Regions from separate parts of the Pan troglodytes genome. Here region 1 is linked to region 2. A link is a contact called in public HiChIP or PLAC-seq data. All regions are on one chromosome and are shown on one strand. Each heading gives the region's core, a stretch centred on a gene start, on an enhancer-like site or on the middle of the called end of the contact. The rest is flanking DNA. Distances are from core to core; before and after follow the strand shown.

The links. HiChIP or PLAC-seq counts read pairs in DNA pulled down with a chosen protein or histone mark.
Region 1: an H3K4me3 HiChIP or PLAC-seq map of stem cell-derived excitatory neurons shows a contact between it and region 2, with 3 times the contacts expected there. The contact joins the promoter of P3H3 here to the promoter of IFFO1 in region 2. A contact is called at or near these places in 1 of 7 Hi-C or Micro-C datasets (stem cell-derived neural progenitor cells) and 1 of 1 datasets of contacts at active chromatin or transcription factors (stem cell-derived excitatory neurons).

Annotation. Positions count from the first base shown.
Region 1 is chr10:14,007,222-14,012,209 of NHGRI_mPanTro3-v2.0_pri, reverse strand. P3H3 (prolyl 3-hydroxylase 3) reads right to left here and starts at 1,430. Exons shown (of 15, transcript XM_016922862.4): 1 at 729-1,430. The coding sequence starts at 1,226. It overlaps GPR162 (G protein-coupled receptor 162), which reads right to left. Exons shown (of 5, transcript XM_016922866.3): 3 at 4,321-4,510; 4 at 3,641-3,798; 5 at 2,573-3,341. The coding sequence ends at 2,790.
Region 2 is chr10:13,735,919-13,741,370 of NHGRI_mPanTro3-v2.0_pri, reverse strand. IFFO1 (intermediate filament family orphan 1) reads left to right here and starts at 1,856. Exons shown (of 9, transcript XM_009424682.5): 1 at 1,856-2,710. The coding sequence starts at 1,938. It overlaps NOP2 (NOP2 nucleolar protein), which reads left to right. Exons shown (of 16, transcript XM_054664005.2): 16 at 326-1,097. The coding sequence ends at 975.

The DNA.
Region 1 (4,988 bases), core at 181-2,680, 270 kb before region 2:
AAGGCTGGCACCGAGGGAAAGGGGATCTAAAGACGTCGGAGTTGGGTGGGACATGGGTCTCAGGACTTCAGGACCTCAATTTGGGAGACCAGGTGGAAGTGATGGCTTAAGTGAGGTGGGGAAGTGGGGGAGACCTCAGCGACCAGCAAAACCCGCAGGTCTCTAGGACCCTGAGCTGAGGTGAGTACAACCGGCGCCCCGCTTCCCCAGCCACGTAGGCAACTGCTGCGGTACCGGCGGCTGCGGCGTGCTGTCCCCTCCCCGCCCGCAGAGGTCTGGCCTCGGAGGACCCCAACCTGGCCTCCGTCTGCTCCTTCCTTTCCGAAGCTACCTCCTGCCCCAAGCGAAGGTTCACACTCACCACCACCCCCGACACACACACACACCCACGCACACTTCCCGTCCGAGAGCCGGTTTCGCCCCCACCGCCTCCGCTTCATTCCTAGGAAGAGGCGGCCCGGTCCCTCCATCTTCGATCTGCTCCCGTCCCACCTCACGACCTCCCCGCCCCATTCCCATTCTGCTCGCACTCCCCCTCGGCTGCTCCTCTGCGATCTCAAGAGGTCCTCGCGGTCGCTTAGCCAGCTCCTACGCAGAGGCCCGCGGTACGCTCCCCAGCCCCGTCCGGGGCCCGGGCAACAGCATTCCGCCTACTCCTGGGCAACGCAAAGTAGGACAGCGTCGTGGTGAGGGCTGGGACCCTCGGAGCTGCCCGGCCCGCTCCCAACCTGGTAATAGGCCCTCTGCAGGTAGTTGTAGGGCTCCCGACGGCGGAAGGCGTCCCGGAGCGCGCTCCCCACGCGAAGCCGCGCCGCGCCCCCGGGGCCCAGCCTCCGTGCTGCGCACTGGGTCAGGCAGTCTGCGCGGCGGAGCGCTGCACGGAGAAGCTGTCGTTCCCAGGACCCCTGCGTGGGTCCCGGCCCGGAGTCGGGCTCCGGGGCCCCGAGAAGCACGGCGGGGAGCGCGGCGCCCGGATCGGCCGCGCAGCTCGCCCCGCAATCCAGCCGCACCCGGCCCAGCGCCGCCTGGCTCCGCAGCGCCTCCCGCAGCAGCGCCACGGCCGGCGCCCAAGCCCCGGCCGCGTAGGCGCGCAGCCCGTCAGCGTAGAGCAAGTCGGGGGCCTGCGGGGGCGCCCCCGGGGACAGCTGGGTCAGGCCGGGGGGCTCAGGGGACCCCGGGGGAGGCAGCAGCAGCAGTAGCAGCAGCGGCCGGAGGAGCCGGAGCATGATGTCGGAGCCGCCGGCAGCTGAGGGGAAATGCGGGAGCCGAGAGGGAGGGAGAGGAAAGGGGGGAAGGGGGAGGGAGGGGGAGGAAGGAGAGATGGAGAGGCGGAGGGAGAGGGAGAAATAATGAGGGAGGCCAAGAGAGAGAGAGAGAAGATGGGGCTGAGACCCGATGGTGGGAGAGGCCCATGTGAAAAGATGGAGAGAGAAGAGTGCTGAGTGGACAAAGCTGGTCTAGTGTGGAATAAGAGGGAGAAACCGGGAGGAGGAGGGCAAAAGGCGGGAACTGGAGCAGGCCTGGGCATCCATGAAGGATGACTTCAGCCCAAGCGGTGACTTCAGCCCCTGAGGTCTGGAGGTAACTACTGGGGCTGTGTTCCCTCCACACACACGCTTCTGGGTCCAGAAAAAGGAGTGTGGACGCCGATCCCCCCCTCGCCCCCCCCACCCCCCACACACACTCATCCACCCCTGCACTCCCACCCCCTCCACACTCATCCACCCCTGCACTCCCACCCCCCCACACACTCATCCACCCCTGCACTCCCCCCCCACACACTCATCCACCCCTGCACTCCCACCCCCCCAACACACTCATCCACCCCTGCACTCCCCCACACACACACTCATCCACCCCTGCACTCCCCCCAACACACTCATCCACCCCTGCACTCCCCCACACACACACTCATCCACCCCTGCACTCCCACCCCCCCAACACACTCATCCACCCCTGCACTCCCACCCCCCACACTCATCCACCCCTGCACTCCCACCCCCCCCACACACTCATCCACCCCTGCACTCCCCCCCACACACACTCATCCACCCCTGCACTCCCACCCCCCCAACACACTCATCCACCCCTGCACTCCCCCCCACACACACTCATCCACCCCTGCACTCCCACCCCCCCACACACACACACTCATCCACCCCTGCACTCCTTTGGAGAAAGAGCTTTAAAATGCAGCAAGGAGGAGGTGTCCAGCTCCGGGACACTGCGTCAGCCCCAAAACCTTTCCTGCCCATAAAGTAAGCCCCTGCATGGATTTGAGGTTAGAAGGAGAGTTGGGCACTGGGGCTGGAGCCACCCTCTAAAACCACCTCAACAAATCTGAACAGAGATCCTTCATACCCCAACCAACGAAGATGTGTGTCCTCAAGCCCCGCCCCCAGCAGGATATGCTCCTCCCAGCCTTCCCTGTGCGAGGCTGCCTGGTGGAGCATGTGATCATTTCTCCATGTGTCCTTCTGTGCCTCTGTCTGCTGCCCCTGCTCTGTCGTGTCCCCTGTGAGCCACTGCACCCTCCAAGCCCCTTTCCACCGCAGTACACTGGACACTGAGGTTTCCATGGCAACACTTCAGACTTTAATACATATTGCTAGGGGTGATGGAAGCTGAGTAGGGCATCTGGTCACTTGGATGGGAGAGAGCAGGGCCTTCTGAGCCCCAAATCTAGCGCCCGTCTCCCCAGAGTCTGGAGGCAGCTGCCCTACTCTCGGCCAGAATGAGGTGTTACTCACTCAGGCTTTCTCCTCTGAGTTCAGCAGGCCTGCTTGGGCTCACAGGGTCAGCTGGGGAAAGATGGGGTTGCCTGGGCCCCAGGATCCTCCCCAAGCCCTTGCACTTTCTTCACCCCCCGTCAGGGAGCAGCGTCTCCCTGCGCTTAGTCCCAAAGGAAGTCCAACGGCTCTGCTCTCAGGGGACCCAAGGGAGAGTCGGCGGGGTGAGAGGCCCAGTGGCCGGGGCCGACGAGGAGAGTGCCCTGGTGAGGCAGTCGGAGAAGGCAGAGGTGTCTCATCGATGAAGGTGGTGATCTCCTCCCGGAAGAAGCCAGGACCCCGTGGGGGTCCCCCACCTGACCCCAGAACCCCACTCTCCAAGAATTGGCGAAGGCTAGCCAGCCCCCCACCTTCAGCCTCTTCCTCGTCCTTCTCATCCTCCAACCTGTGTCTTTGTCCCAGGTACTCAGGAGGACCCCCGAGGGCCCGGCTCTGGGCCGGGAGGACCCGGATGTCATCAGAGGATGACCACTTGTGCAGGAAGGAGCCTGGTTCCCGAGGGGTAGAGAAGATGTTTGTCTCATCATGGGACAGACGCCGGGATAGGGGGACCTGGGAAGAGGAGCGGGTAAGACCTGAAGGTGCTGCAGGGACAGAGGCAGAGGCAGGAACCAAGTGGGGACTCCGGAAGATGGTGCCACCTTCTTAACCTTCAAAACGTTTGCTCCGGTGGGCAAACCTGGCCCCACGAGGTCTGAAGGGATGCCTCTCTTGCTATAGCTTTCTTTCACCCAGCTCTATGGTGCCCTGAAAGCCAGGGCTAGGGAAGAGGGGATTGGGGTGCATAACAGACACTGGAGAAAAGTGATGAGTGGCACCAAGGGTAGGAGATGTATCCCCCAGTTCCATACCTGTAAGTAGTGGACTCTCTCAAGAGGAGGGAAGAGCATGTGCCTTCCAGGCAGCAGCTTCACCTGGGCGGGGTCCCGGCTCCCTGGTCCTGTGGCTCCGTTAGCATCAAAGCGAACTTTGCAAACTCGGCCCTCTGCATAGTCGTCACAGCCCCCATCTAGGAGAGAAAATGGGCAGAGTGGTTACAGGTAGGGAATGCCTACCGCGGCCTCCCACCACTGCCTTTATAAGCTCCCAGAGACCCCTTTAGTTCCCATTAGCATGTATGTTCCAAGAGGACAGTGAGAGTGGCTAGCATTTGCTGCGTTCAGTGCTAAATCCTGAGTGGAGTGCTTCATACATATAGATGAAGTTATTGAAACAATTGCCTGCACTCCCCCAAGAGCCGTCCCTATAGCTGGGGGGCCTCTCTCGGGAAGCTCAGGTTCCCCGTAGTGCCAGAGCTGGGCAGTGTGGGTTTCTGGAGGGGAGCCTAGGCCCAGTGAAGGGAGCCCTGAGTGCTGCGGGAAGCAGTGAGTGGACAGCAGGGTGCCTGCTTAGGGAAAGGGGAGCCCAGGGTGGTGCAGATTCTGTCCAGTAGGGGGCACTCCAGGGCAGCCCATCCTCTGGCTGAGAAGGAGCGGCAGAAAAGGGAATAGACAGATGTCCAGGAAAGCCAAAGCCCAGCCCCTCCTCTGACCGTCATCTCCATCCTCCTCAGACATGATGGCCACGCATTGCTCCCACACTGTGCGCACGTCGGCGCGGTAGCGCTCGCAGGACCAGATGAAGGAGGGCAGCAGCAGCGTCTGTGCCATGGAGCACCACAGCACAGCCAGCACCATCCAGGGGGGCGCCGAGTCCGACTTGAGGGAGAAGAAGCTCACCACCTGGGGAAGGGTGGGAGCGGGCTGGGTCAGGGCCAGAGCTGAGGAGCCCACCTGAACCCCATATCCTAGTGCAGCTGGTGGGCAAGACGTCAGAAGTAATGCCTGATCCCTGTGCTCCAACAGAGGTGAAGCCGGAGGTGGAGATGGAGTGAACAGAGGGAAGGGACTGACTCAGAGGAAGGTCGGGGAGAGTGCTGGAGACAAAGCCCTGCGGTCAGGAGGGAGAGGAACAGAGGCGGACCAGGAACCGTAGAGACAGACAGGAACCCAGGAACAGTGACTAGATGGGGTGGTGGGGTGAGCCCTGTGGGGTTTCCAGCCAAGAGTGCTCAGAGACCATGTGGCAGCCAGAGGGAAGGAGGGAATGGAGAGTGGAGCCCAGCGGCTGGATGAGAGGTCTGCGGCTGAACCGTGGAGCTGCAGGATGGATGACGGAGCTGGAGGACAGGTCGTGGAACTGAAGGACAGTGATGGAGCT
Region 2 (5,452 bases), core at 607-3,106:
TTTCATCATGTGGGCTAGGCTGGTCTTGAACTCCTGGCCTCAAGCAATCCACTTGCCTTGGCCTCCCAAAGTGCTGGAATTACAGGTGTGAGCCACCACGCCTGGCCTATAGGCAGTGATCTTTTAATACAAGGTTCAACTAGGACTTGAGTAAAGGCCAAGTTATATTAAGTAATGGGAATTTAGGTAATCTGCTCTTAGGCACTGACCTAATTGTGTGGAGCTCCTGCCCAGGAAATGGCAATTCTCATATTTTAATATGAGAATATTAAAATATGGTGATAAGGCCCATTTTCTGACACCATCTGTTTAATTTTAACCCCAGGAAATTCTGAAACAGCCACACCTACAAATGTAGACTTGCCTCAGGTCATCCCCAAGTCTGAGAACAGCAGCCAGCCAGCCAAGAAAGCCAAGGGGGCTGCAAAGACAAAGCAGCAGCTGCAGAAACAGCAACATCCCAAGAAGGCCTCCTTCCAGAAGCTGAATGGCATCTCCAAAGGGGCAGACTCAGAATTGTCCACTGTACCTTCTGTCACAAAGACCCAAGCTTCCTCCAGCTTCCAGGATAGCAGTCAGCCAGCTGGAAAAGCCGAAGGGATCAGGGAGCCAAAGGTGACTGGGAAGCTAAAGCAACGATCACCTAAATTACAGTCCTCCAAGAAAGTTGCTTTCCTCAAGCAGAATGCCCCTCCCAAGGGCACAGACACACAAACACCGGCTGTGTTATCCCCATCCAAGACTCAGGCCACCCTGAAACCTAAGGACCATCATCAGCCCCTTGGAAGGGCCAAGGGGGTTGAGAAGCAGCAGTTGCCAGAGCAGCCTTTTGAGAAAGCTGCCTTGCAGAAACAGAATGATACCCCCAAGGGGCCTCAGCCTCCTACTGTGTCTCCCATCCGTTCCAGCCGCCTCCCACCAGCAAAGAGGAAGAAATCTCAGTCCAGGGGCAACAGCCAGCTGCTGCTATCTTAGATGGTTGAAAACTAGACGGGTGGCTCACTGCCATTGTCACCAGGTTGGAACTCTTGCCTCTGTGAGGATGCCTTCTCTACTGTGCATACCCATGAAATTTAATACACATTTTAAAACCTCTGGCCACTGAGTATTTTTGAGGGAACTGGGTACTGCCTTTGCTGCTTTAAGGGTAAAGATGGGAAGGTGGGACTGGGATCTTCTGAGGAGAGGGAATGGTTGGGTGCTACTGAGAAATAAGGTCAGTTTTAGGCTCCTGCATCCTTGGGTTTTCCCAGGAAGGGAAAGCCCTGGAGTCAGAGCTAGGGGTGATTGAACTCCGGGGAGAGGAGGGCAATAGAAGTGTAGGGGAAGGCGGGGCACACTAGCTCATGCCTGTAATCCCAGCACTTTCTGGGAGGCCAAGGCGGGTGGATCACCTGAGGTCAGGAGTTCGAGACCAGCCTGGCTAACATGGTGAAACCTCGTCTCTACTAAAAATACAAAAAATCAGCCGGGCGTGGTGGCGGGTGCCTGTAATCCCAGCTACTCGGGACACTGAAGCAGGAGAATCGCTTGAACCTGGGAGGCTGAGGTTGCAGTGAGCCAAGATCGCGCCACTGCACTCCAGCCCGGGCGACAGTGAGACTCGGTCTCAAAAAAAAAAAGTCGTGTAGGGGAGATGGGCTTGCCACCAGAACCCATGGGGTACTGGAGGTCCTGGGCTTTACGCCACCCCGGCTGGAGTCCAGGCGGTGGCTCCCCTCATCACAGCGCTCGGCCTCAGACCCGGAAAGGTCCAGGGTCCGGCCTCCAATTGGAGCCTGTCATTGGCTTCCCCTCGGCCCGCCCCCTGACCTCTGCCCCGCTTCCGAGCCGCCTGATTGGTCGGCTCTGTCCCGCCGGCGCCGCATTGGCTCTTCTGGCTCGCCTTCCATCCCTGCTCCTGCACCGGTCTGCATCTCCCAGCAGAAGGCGCAGCCATGAATCCGTTATTCGGCCCCAACCTCTTCCTCCTGCAGCAGGAGCAGCAGGGCCTGGCCGGGCCACTGGGGGACTCACTGGGAGGCGACCACTTCGCCGGGGGAGGAGACTTGCCCCCGGCGCCTCTCTCGCCGGCCGGCCCTGCTGCCTACTCGCCGCCCGGGCCGGGCCCGGCCCCGCCTGCCGCCATGGCCCTCCGCAATGACCTGGGCTCCAACATCAACGTGCTCAAGACCCTGAACCTCCGGTTCCGCTGCTTCCTGGCCAAGGTGCATGAGCTGGAGCGCCGGAACCGGCTGTTGGAGAAGCAACTGCAGCAAGCGCTGGAGGAGGGTAAGCAGGGCCGGCGGGGCCTGGGTCGTCGCGACCAGGCAGTGCAGACCGGCTTCGTCAGCCCCATCCGGCCCCTGGGGCTGCAGCTGGGCGCCCGGCCGGCCGCTGTCTGCAGCCCTTCGGCGCGCGTGCTGGGCTCGCCCGCGCGCTCCCCGGCCGGCCCCCTCGCGCCCTCCGCGGCCAGCCTCTCGTCGTCCTCCACCTCCACCTCCACCACCTATTCCTCGTCGGCCCGCTTCATGCCCGGCACCATCTGGTCGTTCTCGCACGCCCGCCGGCTCGGGCCGGGACTGGAGCCCACTCTGGTGCAAGGGCCTGGCTTGTCGTGGGTGCACCCGGATGGGGTGGGCGTCCAGATCGACACCATCACGCCCGAGATCCGCGCTCTCTACAACGTGCTGGCCAAAGTGAAGCGGGAGCGGGACGAGTACAAGCGGAGGTAGGGATTGGGAAAGGGGGACAGGTCTCTCTGTGTCATACCACTCACAACGGGCCGCGAGTCGGTGTGGGTTCCGAAGAATCAGGGGTGAAAAGAATGAGAGTAAAGTTTGTGCTGTATAATGAGGAGCTTGGAAGGAATTGGATGCAGGGAGACTAGAATCCGCAGAGAATGCAGAAGCCCTGCTCGTGACAGGAAGAAGGACGCTGGGAGCGGAACACGGGGGGATTCCTACTTTTCCGGCTTGTCTCTGCCATCCAGGCTTAACTGCGGGTTTTGTGCGGTGTGAAAGGGACTGGGGCTCTGTCCTACCGGTCTCAGCCCTGGGGCAGGTTAGGGATATAAACTTCAAAAGTAGGAGGCAAGGATATAGCGTAAATTTGGGAGACTAAGTTGAGTGAAACTGGAAGGGGCTGGTGAGGGAGGGGCTGTACCTTGCAACGAGTGATTCTTTCACAGCCCAAGGTTTCCCAAAGAATATTGATGGAAACCAGGTACCTGCTGTGGTTTCATAGGAAAAGCTCCGGGACCTCAAGCCATTGCTTGAGTAGGTCAACAAACTGGGAAAAGAAAGAGTGAAGGGAATTCACTAGGGTGAGGGTGGAGAGCAGGGCTGATAGGGGAATCTTGGCAGTATAAAGCGCCAGTGGTGGAGGGAGAGTGGAGAGCCAGCAGGGGACTGAGCAGGGAGAAGCTGGGATATGGGCCCTCCCTAGGACCGCGAGGCCGCGGGGCGGGCCCAGTGCATTCTGTGGATGAAGATTTGGCTGTCTGAGAGGAGCCCGGCCCCAAGGGGCAAGGGGAAGGGATGTGATGCCAGGAGTGCTGGCTGTATACCAAGTGGATTCCTTAGATGGCTGATAAGCAAGCCGATAGGACAGGAGTGAGAGCAGAGGTAGTGTCTTGCAGACTCCAACCCAAGCCTTGAGGAGGGAGGGGGTGACTGACAGGCTTTGGTTTGGCGGCCTCCCCTCTCATCTCAGCTATTATGACCCCTTGTGGGCGGGCCTGGGAACTACCTATGCAGCCCAGTGTAGCGGAGATTCAGCACTGGGTGAGGATTGGCCGAATGTTCTAGGAAATGACCGCTGGGTCTGGGGGCGACCTTCAGGGATCTCCACCCTGCTGGAGTTTACCAGATCACAGATCAGCAGGCTTTCTTTTTTTTTTCTTTCCCATAAATGATAATATTTTATTATAGAAAAAGCATCCCAAATACAGGATTTCGTAAACACTGGTAGGTGAACAAGTGCAATTTTAGAAGTAAATGCAAAGTAAAGAGGCAAAACCTACAAGCATTTTGCCTTCAGAAGAAGATGTAGTGTTCTCCTGCACTAGTGATCCCACCCAGAACACAAATGTGGCTCTGTCTCCCGTGAAAGCATCAGATTTGCTTTCTGAGCTCAGTATGCCCATTTCAATAATTGCAAAGTGATGGCAAGAAGTGGCGTTGAACACATGACTACAGACCCTTGACTTAAAATATTGAGACAGGGTCTTTCTCTGTCATCCAGGCTGGAGTGCAGTAGCGTCATCACGGCTCACTGCAGCCTCATCCTCCTGGGCTCAAGCAATCATCCTGCCTCAGCCTCTTGAGTAGCTGGGACTACAGGTGTGCACTACCATGTCCATGCCTGGCTATTTTTTTTTTTTTTTCTTTTTGCGTTGTCCAGGCCAGTCTCAAACTCCTGACCTGATCAGCAGGCTTTCTGAGCTTGAGTCCTGTCCTCGTGCTGGCTTCCTTAGTTGTGGTCCATGTTATGTGTCCTTGGGAGTTTCAGTTGTCCTGAAATCATCATTCTGCCACCCAGAACCAGCCTGCTCTGCCCCTGCAGGAGTTAACTACGCGCTCAGCAGTGGCACAGGCACAGTTCTGGAATACATCCATAACCACAGGAACAACTGCTGTTCTCAGGAGCATTTTTTTTTTTTAAACTGAAGGAGCGTTTGTCCTTGGTCCAGCTGTCCAGGACAGGAAAGAGTTATTCGTTGGGGACTGATTAGCTCATCGCTCTGCAGCACGCTGCTGTGTAGAGAGCCTTAGCTAGATTTGGATGGTACGTGATACTGGCAGTGACTCTTCTTCCTCCCCAGATCCCCTGCCCTCATTCTGGTCTCTTTATAGCAACACTGTAACTCCTGTCTTCTGCCTGGAAGGCCTGGGATGGCTTGAGCGCTAAACTGGGAGGTAGCTAAAGGCCTCCTGCATTCTATTTTCAGCTCCCCTGCCTTGTGTGTGACCTTTTTTTGAGCCCCCATTTTCGCAACATAGGAATAATGGTCCCTGCTTTCTCTCTTCAACCCAGGGATACAGTTTTTTGGAAGAGAGATATTTGGTCCATGCAGAACACATGGAAATCGCTCTCAAATTCTGCCCATGTTAAGGGAACCTTATAAGTGAGACCAGATGGAAATGGAGGTGAAAATGAACCTGTTTGTGTGAAGTCTGGCCAAAGAACAAATAGAACTGTAGTGGGCTTCCAGATGATTCATTTGTAGATTTTTTTTACCCTGTAAGATTTCCTTAGGCTTAACCTTTAGCTATAACTGCCTTACTTAAGTTTCTTCCAGGCTCTGTTGAGCCCACTGTCAGATAGCCCCTCCTGCCCTCTTTCACACATCTTGTCCAGGGTTAGCGTGCCCTTGACAGGCTTACTGTCTCCCTCCAGGGACTCGTGGGCTCCCGGCGCATGAGGGCACCACAGTTCATGCCTTCACATCGTAGATGAAGAAACCAAGACC